Linked DNA regions of Ovis aries: region 2 is linked to region 1. A link is a contact called in public Hi-C data. All regions are on one chromosome and are shown on one strand. The core of a region is the stretch at or near the end of the contact, and the rest is flanking DNA. Distances in the headings are between cores, read along the strand shown. Region 1 has its middle 44 kb from the start of HAO2. Region 2 holds the start of HAO2 (hydroxyacid oxidase 2).

Evidence for each region. Hi-C and Micro-C count contacts between places; a contact is called where the count stands out from the background.
Region 2: a Hi-C map of liver shows a contact between it and region 1, with 5 times the contacts expected there. The contact joins the promoter of HAO2 here to the enhancer-like site in region 1. A contact is called at or near these places in 4 of 16 Hi-C or Micro-C datasets (liver, mixed tissues, skin fibroblasts and 1 more).

What each region holds. Positions count from the first base shown.
Region 1 is chr1:96,863,655-96,870,757 of ARS-UI_Ramb_v3.0, reverse strand. No RefSeq gene overlaps it. Among named protein-coding and RNA genes, the nearest start is that of HAO2, 44 kb to the left of the region's middle. Within about 2 kb of position 5,432, at least 2 of the 54 cell types and tissues checked have an H3K27ac peak or open chromatin away from gene starts, as enhancers often do. A contact at or near this core is called in liver, where this site is marked.
Region 2 is chr1:96,905,829-96,912,826 of ARS-UI_Ramb_v3.0, reverse strand. HAO2 (hydroxyacid oxidase 2) reads right to left here and starts at 2,010. Exons shown (of 7, transcript XM_060413429.1): 1 at 1,947-2,010. It overlaps LOC114116621 (a long non-coding RNA gene), which reads left to right. Exons shown (of 3, transcript XR_003590484.3): 3 at 1,691-2,220.

The sequences.
Region 1 (7,103 bases), core at 4,183-6,682:
CTTTCTTCACAGTCCAACTCTCACATCCATACATGACCACTGGAGAAACCATAGCCTTGACTAGACGGACCTTTGTTGGCAAAGTAATGTCTCTCCTTTTGAATATGCTATCTAGGTTGGTCATAACTTTCCTTCCAAGGAGTAAGCGTCTTTTAATTTCACGGCTGCAGTCACTATCTGCAGTAATTTTGGAGCTCAAAAAAATAAAGTCTGACACTGTTTCCACTGTCTCCCCATCTATTTTCCATGAAGTGATGGGACCAGATGCCATGATCTTCGTTTTCTGAATGTTGAGCTTTAAGCCAACTTTTTCATTCTCCTGTTTCACTTTCACCAAGAGGCTTTTGAGTTCCTCTTCACTTTCTGCCATAAGGGTGGTGTCATCTGCATTACCTGAGGTTGTTGATATTTCTCTTGGCAGTCTTGATTCCAGCTTGTGCTTCTTTCCAGCCCAGCGTTTCTCATGATGTACTCTGCATGTAAGTTAAATAAGCAGGTTGACAATATACAGCTTCCTTTCAAATACCATAAAGTGGCTGCAGAATCTGAGAGACCTTGATTCAAATCCCACCTTTGCCGCTTGCCTCTTTGGGATTCCCTAGTGGCTCAGACTGTTAAGAATTTTCCTGGCAATGCAAGAGGCCTACATTCAATCCCTGGGTCGGCAAGATTCCCTAGAGAAGGGAATGGCAACCCACTCCAGTATTCTTGCCTGGAAAATCCCGCTGGACAGAGGAGCCTGGCGTATAGTCCATGGGGTTGCAAAGAGTCCAACACTTTCTTTGGGATTTGAGTAGGTTTACTGATGGGCTTCCCTGGTGGCTCAGACGGTAAAGAATCCTCCTGTAATGCCGGAGATCTGGGTTGGATCCCTCCCTCTGGTCCAGAAGATCTCCTGGAGAAGGGAATGGCTGCCCACTCCAGTATACTTGCCTGGAGAATTCGCTGGACAGAGAAGTCTGGCGGGCTACTGTCCACGGGGTTCACAGAGTCCGACAGGGCAGAGAGACTAACAGTGAACACTGATGCGCTGTACTTCCACTTTCCTCAGTGTGTGAGTGGGGGTACGAACACTCACCTCACAGAGCTGCCGTGGCAGTTAAATGGGGCTGTGTGTGCTTAGTCTGTGACCACATGCAGTAGAATCATAAAAGATGATAGCTGCCTTTTTATTATTTTCTTTACCTATAAGATGTTGGGTTTGGACTACAAACACTTTAAGGCCACTTCTAGCTGGAAGTTGCACACCTGGTGCTGCTCAAGCAAGAGCGGGCAGGGTGGAGCTGCTGGCTACTCCCAGCCAGCCAGGAGCCCTGCTCAGGCCCTGGGACCCCTAGTTTTCAGCTCACTCTACCTTTAGGATTTCAGAGCCTTAGGCCTGGGAAGTCTGACTGCTGCTGCTGCTGCTAAGTTGCTTCAGTCGTGTCTGACTCTGTGCGACCCCATAGGCGGTAGCACACCAGGCTTCTCTGTCCATGGGATTTTCCAGGCAAAAGTATTGGAGTGGGGCGCCATTGCTTTCTCCGGGGAAGTCTGGCTAGGTTGGATAAATGCCTCCTTACTTGGGAAGAATTTGGAAGGCTCCTTCTATGTCCTCATCACATCTGGGCTAGGAGCACCGCCCGGTTCTGGATGGGTGACCTATGTCTGGGGGGTTAACAGGAACTGCTCTTGGAGACATCATCAACTGTGCACCACAGGCTGGTGGAATCCAGTGGCCCTTTTCCTCCCACAGTCATGCCAACATGTTCAGGGACCACATTCACCAGGCAGAGGGGTAAAAGCGTTTTTGATCATATCCCTTGGGAAAGCCAAGGAGAACCTGTCATCTAACCATGCTAGGTCTCAGATTTTTCAACTGCAAATTGAGGCAGGAATACCAGTGTTTTTCAATGGGGAGCTGTCAGCATCTGGGGCCAGGCCTATCCTGCACTTAGGGAATATTTAGCACTCTGCCAGGCATTAGATCCCAGCTGGACCGCCTGGCATTGAGACAATCAAAATGTCCATGTTTCCAAATGCTTTTCATTGACGATCACTGGTTGATCCCGTCTCTCCTCTAGTCCTAATATTGTGTCAGTTTAGGAGTCCTGCTTCAGGCAGTAACCAATTATTCTCATTGTGACTTTGGCCAAACTGGTCAATGTTTTTACTTACTTAATTAATTAATTTTACTTTACAATATTGTATTGGTTTTGCCATACATTGACTTGAATCTGCCATGAGTGTACATGTGTTCCCCATCCTGAACCCCCTCCCACCTTCCTCCCTATCCCATCCCTCTGGGTCATCCCAGTGCACCAGCCCTGAGCACCCTGTATCATGCATCAAACCTGGACTGGTGATTTGTTTCACATATGATATTTCACATGTTTCAATGCCATTCTCCCATATCATCCCGCCCTTGCCCTCTTGGTCAATGTTTTTAAAGAAATCAGTATTATAGGAATAATCAAACTCACCCTGTACTTTCTATACATCACATAGCTTTTGTGAGGATATATACATTTTTTTTAAAGGATGTGAAAACACTAAACCGATCTCTGAAGGTAAGGTACTACTATTAGTATGAGAAAATAATGATAATAGTACCTTACTATCAGGTTCTAGACACTGCATGGGCATCTATTTAATTCTAAAAGGAGTCTCTTATGTAGGTTTTACTATTTTCACTTTATATATAAAGAAAATGGATTAAAAGAGTAAGTGATTTGCCCAAGACCATGTAGCTAGAATTTGAAGCCAGAACACGGACTGTCTGAACTCTGTACTAAATAATGTCCTCTTCTTCTTGTTCTGCATGGGGCATGGATTTGATCTCTGGTCAGGGAACTAAAATCCTTCATGCCATGCATTTGGCTCAGCCAAGAAAAATAAAATTAAAATTAAAAAAATAATAAAAGGAAAGCATGCGGGAAAAAAAGAAAAAGGGGCCAGTGATCTTAAGATCTGTCGTATTAGTCACTCTGCCTTCCAGCCTCCCTTAGTATGACCCTCCATTTTCCTTGCCTCCTCTGTGAAAATGAAGCTTCCTTAAGGTCACTTTCTTTTGTATAATATTTCATATTATCCCACACATCCAGCTGTGGGAACCTGGACCCCCAGACTCAGGTAGTCTCAGTATTCTCCTCTCTAAAATGGTAATAGTCCTAAGCACTCCTGCGTCTCCTGTCCCAGAGCACTCTTCTGAGGATCAAAAGAACAAGAGTATGTGAGATTGCTTTGTAAATTGTAAAGTGCCATACAAATATGAGTTATTATTATTTCCAGCTGTGGTTGTCTAAGGACTACTTCAATAAGGGCATTATAAATGATTGATAAGACTTTCTGTGGTATTTGTGCTTTAAGGGGGAACAAGTCTTAAGTCAAAGGACTGAAACTCTGGTTTGGAATGTTGGTTGCAGCATCTAGACCAAGGGATTCAGGCAAGTGAATGGGGGGTTTGGGCCCAAGTCCAAAATACCAGTCGGCTTAACTTAGGTTAAGAATGGCTATTAAGTGCTGATTATTATTTGTTCGTTGAACAAGTCAAAGAAAGTTAGTAATAATATTAGCAAATATTAATTTGAGAGCTTACTTTATATCAGGCATTATTCTAAATATTGTTATCTGTGTTTGTGCTTGTGCTCAGGTGTGTCTGACTCTTTGCGACCCCATGGACTATAGCCCACCAGACTCCTCTGTCCATGGGATTTCCCAGCCAAGAACACTGGAGTGGGTTGCCATTTCCTCCTCCAGGGGATCCTCCCAACCTGGGGATCGAACCTGCATCTCCTGTACTGCCAATAGGATTCTTTGCCACTTGAGCCTCTTGGGAAGCCAGTTTGCATCTACATATATTTAATTCTTAAGAGAATCCAGTGAGATGAATATCTCTATAGGGAATATGACTGTCCTCATTTTCCAAATGAGGAAAATAAGGCTCAGAGAAGTTATGAAGCTTTTTCTAGGGTCACACAGCTAATAAGTGATGGAGCTTGGGTTTGAACCCAGTCTTTCTGACCCCTAAGCCAAAAAGGAACAAAGAAGGGATGGAAAGAGGGAAGGAAAAAAGGAAAGGAAACTAGAAAGAAAGGTAGGTTGGAAAGAAGGACATCTATGTACTGAACACTCCTCAGATATATTATTCTGAGACTCTACGGGACAGAGATCTAGAACCCAATGATGTCCAAATGAAACATGTCCTGAAGGAGTCAAAGAAGGACCTTTGGGTCTGTCTTTCCCATAAGGTAGAGCATGTTCATCTTCACATCTATGGACTATAAAGAAGCCACTACCACTGTGATGAAAATCTAGCCTGAGAGTGTGGAAACACATAAGGAGGGGCAGGCAAAAGTTGGTAGAGGTGATGTCTGGGTGAATCTTTGGGAATTCATAGGATCCAGGCAGGCAGAGTTGAGGGAGGAGGCAGGAAACCACATACAGTGGGTGAAGCTGCAAGTAAACTTGTAGCTGCTGCTGCTGCTGCTGCTGCTAAGTTGCTTCAGTCGTGTCCGACTCTGTGCGACCCCGTGGACTGCAGCCTACCAGGCTCCTTCGTCCGTGGGATTTTCCAGGCAAGGGTACTGGAGTGGGTTGCCATTGCCTTCTCCGAATCTTGTAGTATTACCATGCAAAAACCGTGTGCAAGAGACAGATATGAGGCTGAAAGTGCAGTGAGATCCAGCTCGTTTGTGCCAGGAATTTTCTCAGACAAGCCAAGAAGCTTGGGCTCCATCCTGTAAATGACAGAGGGCCATCAACGGTCTTAAGCAGAGTTAGGTTTATGATGTAGCTATTCATTCTGGCTAGAGTAGGGAAGCTGGATTTGATGGGTCGAGGACATGGCAAGAGATGGAGTGTTCAAAGTTCTGACAAGAGATTGTGAGCTCCATAACTAAGGAACTCACCCTAGAGCTGATGAAGAGACGGAAGAGATATTTAGGAGATATTTTTAGAGGCGTTTCATGATTGGATCCAAGTGGAATGGCTGGCACTGGAGATGTCTTGGTTGATACCTATATTTCTTGATTTACTGACTGGAAAACTAGGGTGCTACCAGAAGATGGTTTAGAGTGCCAGAAGAGAGGTCAATTCAGAGAAATGGATTTGTCCAGCAGCAGACTGGAAAGAATAAATATGAAACACTGGGAAGCAGTCTGGGTTAGAGATATTTATTTGATTTGTTAAAAAATAATTTATTAACTGTGGTGTGTTGACATTAGGCTAGGTGTGAGACTTGGAAATCAGGCTAGAACAGGTTATGTCACAGTAACAATTTCCAGATCTCAGTGACTTAAGACCGAAACAAAAGTTTATTTCTCATTTATACTACATGTCAAATTTAAGTGCTGTTCAGGGGCTGTGTTCCACTTTGTCACCCAGGGACCCAAACTGACAAGGTTGCATCATCTTGTAACTTCAGCACTTAGCACATGAGTCCTCCTCAGTCACCTTGGCAAGAGAAGAGAGAGGCTAAAGAGTCACGCATGGCCTTTTACCCCCTGAGCTGGAATTGACATACATCATATCTGCTCACATATCACTGCTGGAGTTGGTCTTATGGTCCCACCTAACTGCAGGGGTTGGGAAGTGTAGAGGTGCCAATATTGTGTTACATAATATTTGCTAGTATAACTATAATATTAGTTAGCAAATATTATTGCTAACTAATAATCCTATGATTTAATTGATTTAATTTAATAATCCTTTAAAAAACCACATCTGTGGTTTCCTATCATCCCGGGAGAAGAGGATCTCATTACTTCCTTTTTTGTTTTTTTCTCTTGACAAAATTGACCTAAGGAATAAATGACTAGTCCATGATATTTTGACCACACAGCTGTTGAGCACTCCTGGGAGAAAGGAGCATGGAAGAGACATTTGTTGAGAACCTGTTACATGCCAGACAGTTCCCATATAATTTCCTTCAATCTTCACAACCACTCAAGAAAAAAGAGTTCTTCTATCCTTATTTTACAGAAGTGGCAAAATTAAATAGAAGGCCCAAGTTTGCAGACCCCAGGGGCTCTGTCCCACTTGCTATTAGCTGAACAGAGCCCAAAAGTGGGCCTCCATTTCTATCTCTCACAGGATGGCTGTGAATTTCTCAGTTCCTATCATCCCAAAGCTGAAAAGAGGTAGATGAAAGGCATCCTGGACCTGTGGACTGCAGCTATGCCTTCCGAGGGATGGACTTCCAGCTTTTAGCCACATGTATGAAAGGGGCTGTTTCCATCTGCTGACCTGTCAGGCTCCCCCTCTCTCGGGCTTCTTTCCTGCCTCCTTGGAGTTTCTTCAATAAAACATTTCACTCCCTTGAAAAGCATCTCCGCCGAGTGGCATGGGGAGGGCCCAATATGGTTCCATTTAGCTCTCTGGGGATGAGGCATCCTCCGTTCACATAACTCTAACAGCAAGTGGTATGTGTTTCCTTTCCCTCAAAACTATGAAAAAAAAAAAAAAGTTCTGGTTAACCTAGTCTTCCAACCCACAGATCTCAGAAGTCCCACTCCCCACAGTCTCTGCATCAGCCTGGTTCCTGAGACTCCCGATTCCCAGAAAGACTGACGGAGGGACTGAGTGTGGAGCCGCCTTCTGGCCATGCCTTGAACTACATCTTTCTTAGTAGCTGCTTCAGGAAGGTGAGGGACTCTGGCCTTTTCAACCGGGAGGCTGTCATTTTCCAACAAATACTTCTGAGAGAAGCAGAATCAACTCTCCTCAAGACACTCCGGGGTGAACGAACACATCATTAAGTCCACACATGGGGAGGAAAGTGTCAGACTTTTCAAACTGTACAGAAGAGAAGTTTGTCTTTTGGCAGGTTCCCCTTTCGGCATCTTCCGTTCCCCCTCTAATGCCCAAGGCAGGATTCTCTCATTGTGCCTGTTTTACTCTTCTGTAGACTCCACCAAAGGGCTGGCGAGAGTCACCTGGGAGGCTTGAGAAAGCACAGATTGCTGGGGCCCATGCTTAGGGTCTCTGATTTGCATTTTCACCAAGAAGCTCCAATACTTTGGCCACCTGATGCAAAGAGCCAACTCATTAGAAAAGACCCTGATGCTAGGAAAGACTGAAGGCAGGAGGAGAAGAAGACGACAGAGGATGAGATGGTTGGATGG
Region 2 (6,998 bases), core at 761-3,260, 45 kb before region 1:
CCTTGGACTGCAAGGAGATCCAACCAGTCCATTCTGAAGGAGATCAGCCCTGGGATTTCTTTGGAAGGAATGATGTTGAAGCTGAAACTCCAGTACTTTGGCCACCTCATGACAAGAGTTGACTCATTGGAAAAGACTCTGATGCTGGGAAGGATTGGGGGCAGGAGCGAAGGGGGCGACAGAGGATGAGATGGCTGGATGGCATCACGGACTCGATGGATGTGAGTCTGAGTGAACTCCGGGAGTTGGTGATGGACAGGGAGGCCTGGCGTGCTGCGATTCATGGGGTCGCAAAGAGTTGGACACAACTGAGTAACTGAACTGAGCTGAATGATAATAGTAAATTATCATAGTAAATTATTACTATTACTTCAATAGTAAAGACTTTGGAGTTTTGCCTCCTGTTAGGAGGTAGGATTTCACAAAAAGCAATTTCTCCCTTGATCCTGTTTCCAGACTCTCTACTACAATCCACTGATCTGGGTATCTTTCTACCAATACCACCCTGACTTGATCACTGTTGAGGGCAGTTCTTCCCAGACTGATCCATCGATTCAACTTGCGTGCATGCATGCTCAGTCTTTGGAAACTTATGAATTATAGCCCGCTAGGCTCCTCTGTTCATGGGATTCTCCAAGCAAGAATACTAGAGTGGGTTGCCATGCTCTTCTCCAGGGGATCTTCCTGACCCAGGGATCAAACCTGCGTCCCCTGCGTTGCAAGCAGATTTTTTTTACTGCTGAGCCACTGGGGAAGCCAGACTCAGCTTGACCCAATCATAATTTCAAGAGGCTATACACTAGAGGGAATTGTTACCCAGTTCCAAGCAAACTTACTCCCCAAAGAAACTACACCAGCCCGACTGTCTGACAAACATTAACTTTTATGCTTTTTAGAAGCAGTCGCTGCATCACTTATCCTCTGTCTGTGGCCACGAAGCAGTGGTCAAGCGACAAAGCAGACCCCCGAGGGCAGAAACTGTGACTTTTAGATTTTCCAGAACCCTTTCAAGTGGACATCTGTTAAGCTATCTCCCCTCCTAAAGACATCCATAAATACTCCCTCGGGGCTGTTCCTTGGTGGCCTAGCAGTTAGGGTTTCAGGCTTTCATTGCTAGGGCCAGGGTTCAATCCCAGGCCTGAGAACTGAGATCCTGCAAGTTGCTTGGTATGGCCAAAAAAAAAAAACAAACAAAAAAAAAACACAACTCCCTCAGGTGGTTCTAAAACTTAACTTCCCTAGACATAGCCTCTCTATCTATAGTTTTTTTTTTTTTTGAGTATAATTGTATCACAATGTTGTGTCAGTTTCTGTTGTACAGCATAGTGAATCAGCTATTTATGTACATATATCCCTTCTTTTTTGATTTGCTTCCCATTTAGGTCATGACACAGCATTGGGTGCATTAGGTTCTCATGAGTTACCTAGTTTATATACACTACTATGTATGAAATGGGACTTCCCTGTTGGCTCAGGGGTAAAGAATCTGCCTGCAATGCAGGAGACATGGGTTGGATCCCAGGGTCAGGAAGATCCCCTGCAGAAGGGAATGGCTACCTCCTCCAGTATTCTAGCCTGGAGAATTCCATGGACAGAGGAGCCTGGTGGGCTAAAGTCCATGGGGTCGCAAAGAGCTGGACACGACTGAATGACTAACACTTTCACTTTTTTACTTTTTTGTATATAATAGATAACTCATGGGAACCGACGGAGTGACTTTGCAGCAAAGCCTTCCTTTGCTAGGCCCCTCAGTGTCCTACTCCCTGCATCCACATGGCATCTTTCTGCCAAGACTCTTCCTTTGAAGACTCACATTTGAGCACCTCCAGTGCCTCCTGAAGTCTCTAGCCTCTCTTCTCGTCCCACCTGCCACCTGCTCTCCCACCCCAGTTCCAAGCACACGGGAGACAACCAGCAACACACCTGGTATTAGCCTCTTCCAGTACCTGGGATAGTGGTGTCCGGCGGCAGTCACCCCGATCTTGGCTCACAGCTGGCTGTGGTGGGAATAGCAGATCTCCATCCACAGCCCCCTGAAGACAGAAGAGGTTCAAAGTTACAGGTTAATCTTTAATGGGAACAACATCTAGCTTGAAAGCCAGTGAGCAAGTGGGCCAAAGCATGTTAACCAGGAAATGAACTTTGCCAAGTTACATCACATTCAAGTGACATTCGTTACCAAATTCAACCTCAAAATAAAATAGTTGCTAATTTGCTCAAGCCATATATTTCTCCCCTTGGGCAGCAAGGAGATCAAACCAGTCAATCCTAAGAGAAATCAACCCAGCATATTCATTGGAAGGACTGGGGCTGAAGCTGAAGCTCCAATACTTAGGCCACCTGATGTAAAGAGCTAACTCAATGGAAGACAGTTGACTGGGAAAGATTGAGGGCAGGAGGAGAAGGGGATGAGAGGATGAGATGGTTCGATGGTATCATGGATGCCATGGACATGAGTTTGAGCAAACTCCTGGAGATGCTGAAGGGCAGGGAAGCTTGGCGTGCTGCAGTCATGGGGTTGCAAAGAGTAGGACACGACTTAGTGACTGAACAGCAACAATTTATTTTCCCAGTACTTCAAAGATGGTTAAAGGAAGAGAATCGGTGATTTCAGGAGAGAATTACAAAACCCCCCATGTTGTAAAGGAAAGGCTTGTCTGGGGAAGTGCTGAGGGGATGGATAAGGAACAGTCACGCCTGGTAACTGGAACACAGGCAGCTGTCACCCAGCCAGGATGGACTGAAGGCTGTGCTGTCGAGCCCTCCAGGCCTGACCAGAGACGAATAAGGGAAGCAGGGAGAACCACCGACACTTCTGAGTGGGAGAATGACTCCAGTAATCAGGTGGAAGGCTGAGGAAGCCAACACAAGTGTTGTTGTTCAATCGCTCAGACTCTTTGCAACCCCATGGACTGCAGCACCCTAGGCTTCCCTGTCCTTCACCATCTCCCAGAGCTTCCTCAAACCCACCTCCATTGAGTCGGTGATGCCATCCAACCGTCTTATTCTCTGTCGCCTCCTTCTCCTCCTACCCTCCATCTTTCCCAGCATCAGGGTCTTTTCCAATGAGCTGGCTCTTCGAATCAGGTGGCCAATGTATTTCACAACAGCACATGTTAAAAAAAGAAGAATCCCCCAAGAGCAGTCCTGTGGGGCTCACTAATGTCACTAATTAATGTCCAATTTGTCCAGGCCCTTCCCGCTGTGCTCCTGAGCCAGCCCCTCATTCTGCACCGACCACCAGTTATGAAGTGCTGACAATAGGCCTCACATGTTACACACATTATTTCACTTGATCTTCACAGCAACCATATGGGTCAATATTATTTTCCCATTTTTCAGAAGAGAAAATGAAGTTAACTGGCTGAAGCTTTCCATCAGTAATGAGAAGAGTTGGGATTTGCATCTAGCCTGTAGCCACCATTCAATGGCAGGGGAAAATTCTAGGCTATTTCAAGGACCATGGCAGCGGGATTTCCCTATCTTTCAGAATCTGCAGCTAAACTGAAAAACAAGTTTGCTGCTGATGTATTTACCTTCCCCATTCAAGGCTCATTCTACATTCGCTTGAGGGTAATTGCTACCTGCTATATTACCACTAGATGGCAGGCTTACCTCAGAAATACTTTCAAAGTGAGCAGCCGGCAGGATCTGAAAACCGCTTTGCCACAGTGATTTTCACGCCTCCATAGTCAGTCTCCAGGCCATGCCCACAGTCAGCTCTCACACCACCGGGCCTCCTAGCTATCCAGGAGACATTATGTTATGGTCAGGAACACAGGCCCTGGAGCCTTGAGAGCGCCTGAGTGCCAGTCTTTTGCCTCTTCTGACTTCTGAGTGCCGCAGTTTTCTCCCAACATCTCCCACACTCTGATGAGAAGTAAATGAGTTAATACTTTTAACATTCGGGTAGTCGGTAGAACAGTGGAGGTTCTATAGCTCTTATAGCCAGATTCATAGTTTGAATCAACTTCAAACTAGGTTCTCAAGTTTGAATCTAATGTGAAGTCCTGGGGATCTTTCAAATCTGGTCACTGAGCTAAGGAATATTTTCTCTTCTTTAGTATCAGCCTTCACTGCTGTAGCCTAAGTGAATTAATCCCCACAGGGGCACAGAGGGACACAAGCAGAGCTGTTTGAGGTGGTCTGTAGCATCTCTCGAATTCCAGAGACTGTGTTCATGATGGGTTCAACGTTGGATTTGACACTGGGTTGGACAGGACAGCACCGGTGGGTTTGGAGCATGTTTCAGGAAAAGGCTGTAAAGAGATGCTGTTTTTCAGGTGGCCCTGGGGCTCCCCAGCTGGCGCTTGTGGTAAAGAACCACAATGCAGGAGAGAAAGGAGAAGTGAATTTGATCCCTGGATGGGGAAGATCCCCTGGAGGAGGTCATGGCAGCCCACTCCAGTATTCTTGTCTGGAGAATCCTATGGACAGAAGAGTCTGGCGGGCTACAGTCCATAGGGTCACTAAGAGTTGGACATGACTAAAAAGCGACCTAGCATGCACGCACGCACGGGGTACCTACTAAACAATGTGTGTGTATGTGCTAAGTCACTTCAGTCGTGTCCGACTCTGTGCAACCCTATGGGCTGTAGCCCCCGAGGTTCATCTGTCAATGGGATTCTCCAGGCAAGAATACTGGAGTGGGTTGCTATTTCCTTCTCCTGGAGATCTTCCCAACCCAGGAACTGAACCCATGTCTTTTATGTCTCCTGTACTGGCAGGCAGGTTCTTTACCACTAGCACCACCCGGGAATGTGCCTGCTTAATTTGGGTGAAGAGAAATGATAGGTTATTCTTGAACAGTCATGGCCCAGCTCTCAGAGAACATAGTTCTGCGAGCATAAAGGCACCCCACAATCCCCTATGATGGGGGGCATCTGGGCCCTCCTGGTCCCAGCTGTGCCACACAGCCATCTGTCTTGCTTAAGCTAAGTACAGAAATCAGATGAACCTGGAACTTTGAGGTCTGGGCTCAAGCCCACCACATGCCTGACCCTAAGGAGCTGCAGGCAAATTAATATTAACCTTGAATTATTGAAGCCTGAAGCCAACCAGTTGTGGATGGGGTCAAACGAGGGGCAGTTTGATCTTTCTGCAGCTACTGAACCTCTCAGAGGCTAAGAGGCCAGCAGTGTGGTTGTTCCCCTGGGTGGGGGCAACTGTGCAGTGAGTCACAGGGAATGATGGGGACACAGCCTGAAAAAGGGCTTTTTGTGGGGGGATATGGTTATATGCCAGTGACTTTTGTCACAGGGCTACATTGTCTGTCCTGGTTTTACAGGGTCTGAAGGAGGAAGGAAAATTCTTTCTCCATTTGCTAAGTTTGCTACATAGAACAGGTCTGATAGGAAGTAGAGAGAGCTTCTGAATGTGGAGGTGAGCTAGGCAGCAAGAGCTGGGATTATAAAGCTTCCCAAGATCGTGGAGAAATTTGGGTGCTGGGTGCAGACAAGAGTTCAGGATCTCAGATTCTGCTGGGTGTCTGGAGTCACAGGCATGGCTATCCCCATGGGAGACAATGAGGGAGCTGCCATCAACAGCCCACTGACATGAGAGCCACTGGCATCTTGGAGATGATTTGTATCCTTCAGAAGGCTTATGCTGATCCAGGATCAAACACAGTTTATTTATAAGTTAGGTGACAGGGAGGGACAGTTGGTACAGGAGAGGAAGCAGTGGTTTCCTCCCTAAAGACACCTCATTTGTGACTTGGTCTTGCACAGACACCAGGGTGTCTTACAGCTGCCCCACGATGAGGTGTGTAAAAGTCCTCACACTGTGCTCAATAAATGGTAGTGTTATCCTTAACAATAACACTTAAAGGACATTTACAATGTGCCAGGCAGTGTTCTAAGGGCTTTGCATGTATTAATTCATAGGGATCAACTTTATCCCCATTTTATAGATAAGGAAACTGAAGCACACAGCAGAAAAGTAACTTGTTCCAGATCACACAGCTGGCAAGCACAGAGCTGGGATTCAAAGCCAGAAAATCTGGCTCCAGAGTCTACACTGTTAGACAAAGTAACAAAGTGTTAGTTGCTTAGTCTTGTCCAACTCTTTGCCACCCCATGGATTGTAGCCCGCCAGGCTCCTCTGTCCATGGAATTCTCCAAGCAAGAATACTGGAGTGGGTTGCCATGCCCTCCTTCGGGGGGATCTTCCTGACCCAGGGATTGAACCCTGGTTGCCCACATTGCAGGCAGATTTTTTACTGTCTGAGCCACTAGGGAAGCCCCACACTGTTAACTATTATGCTATTAATTCATATTTCAGAGAAGCTTATGGGAGACCAGAGGAGGAAGAGGTTGCTTCTGGCTGGGGTGACCAACAAAGTGGGGGCCTAAACTAACAGATGTTCATCTGGCACTTTCACATAAATTTGATTCTATTTCCTGCTCTCAATCCCAGTCTGTGGGTCTGAAGTTGAGCCTACAAGTCCTGCTCCTATGGGGACGGAGCTAGGGTGTTCAGCTGAGGCCCCAGACCTGCTAAACCCAGAGCCAGTGGGCCAGTTAATGAAGGACTCCTAGAGATCAGGGACTCTGGAAGACTCAGCGAGGGCCTCGCTGGCTGACTCTTGTCCCCGCTTGCAACTGAAACATGATGTTTCCATGTCTCTGCCTGTACTTGCCATTCCTTCTTCCTCAAATATTCCTTTTTTTTTTTTTTTAAGTTTTTAAAATTAAACTTAAAAAAATGTTTTTCAGATAATTGTAGATTCACATGAATGGTTCCTGGAATATTCTTATCACTCCTACTTGTCCTTATGGTCCAGTTGATGTGTCTTCCCAACCATGAAGCCCTCCCCCATGCTGTCAGGCAGAGCTGGCACTGTGTGTGCATGTGTGTGAGTGAGTGAGTGTGTGTGAAACATGTCACACGGTATTCCAATTGGTCCATCATGGCTTTGCAGGATTTGGAGTTCCCTGAGGCCAGGAACCCTGTTGTATTCATTCTTGAAACTCAGCCCACCAGAGCCTGACATGTGA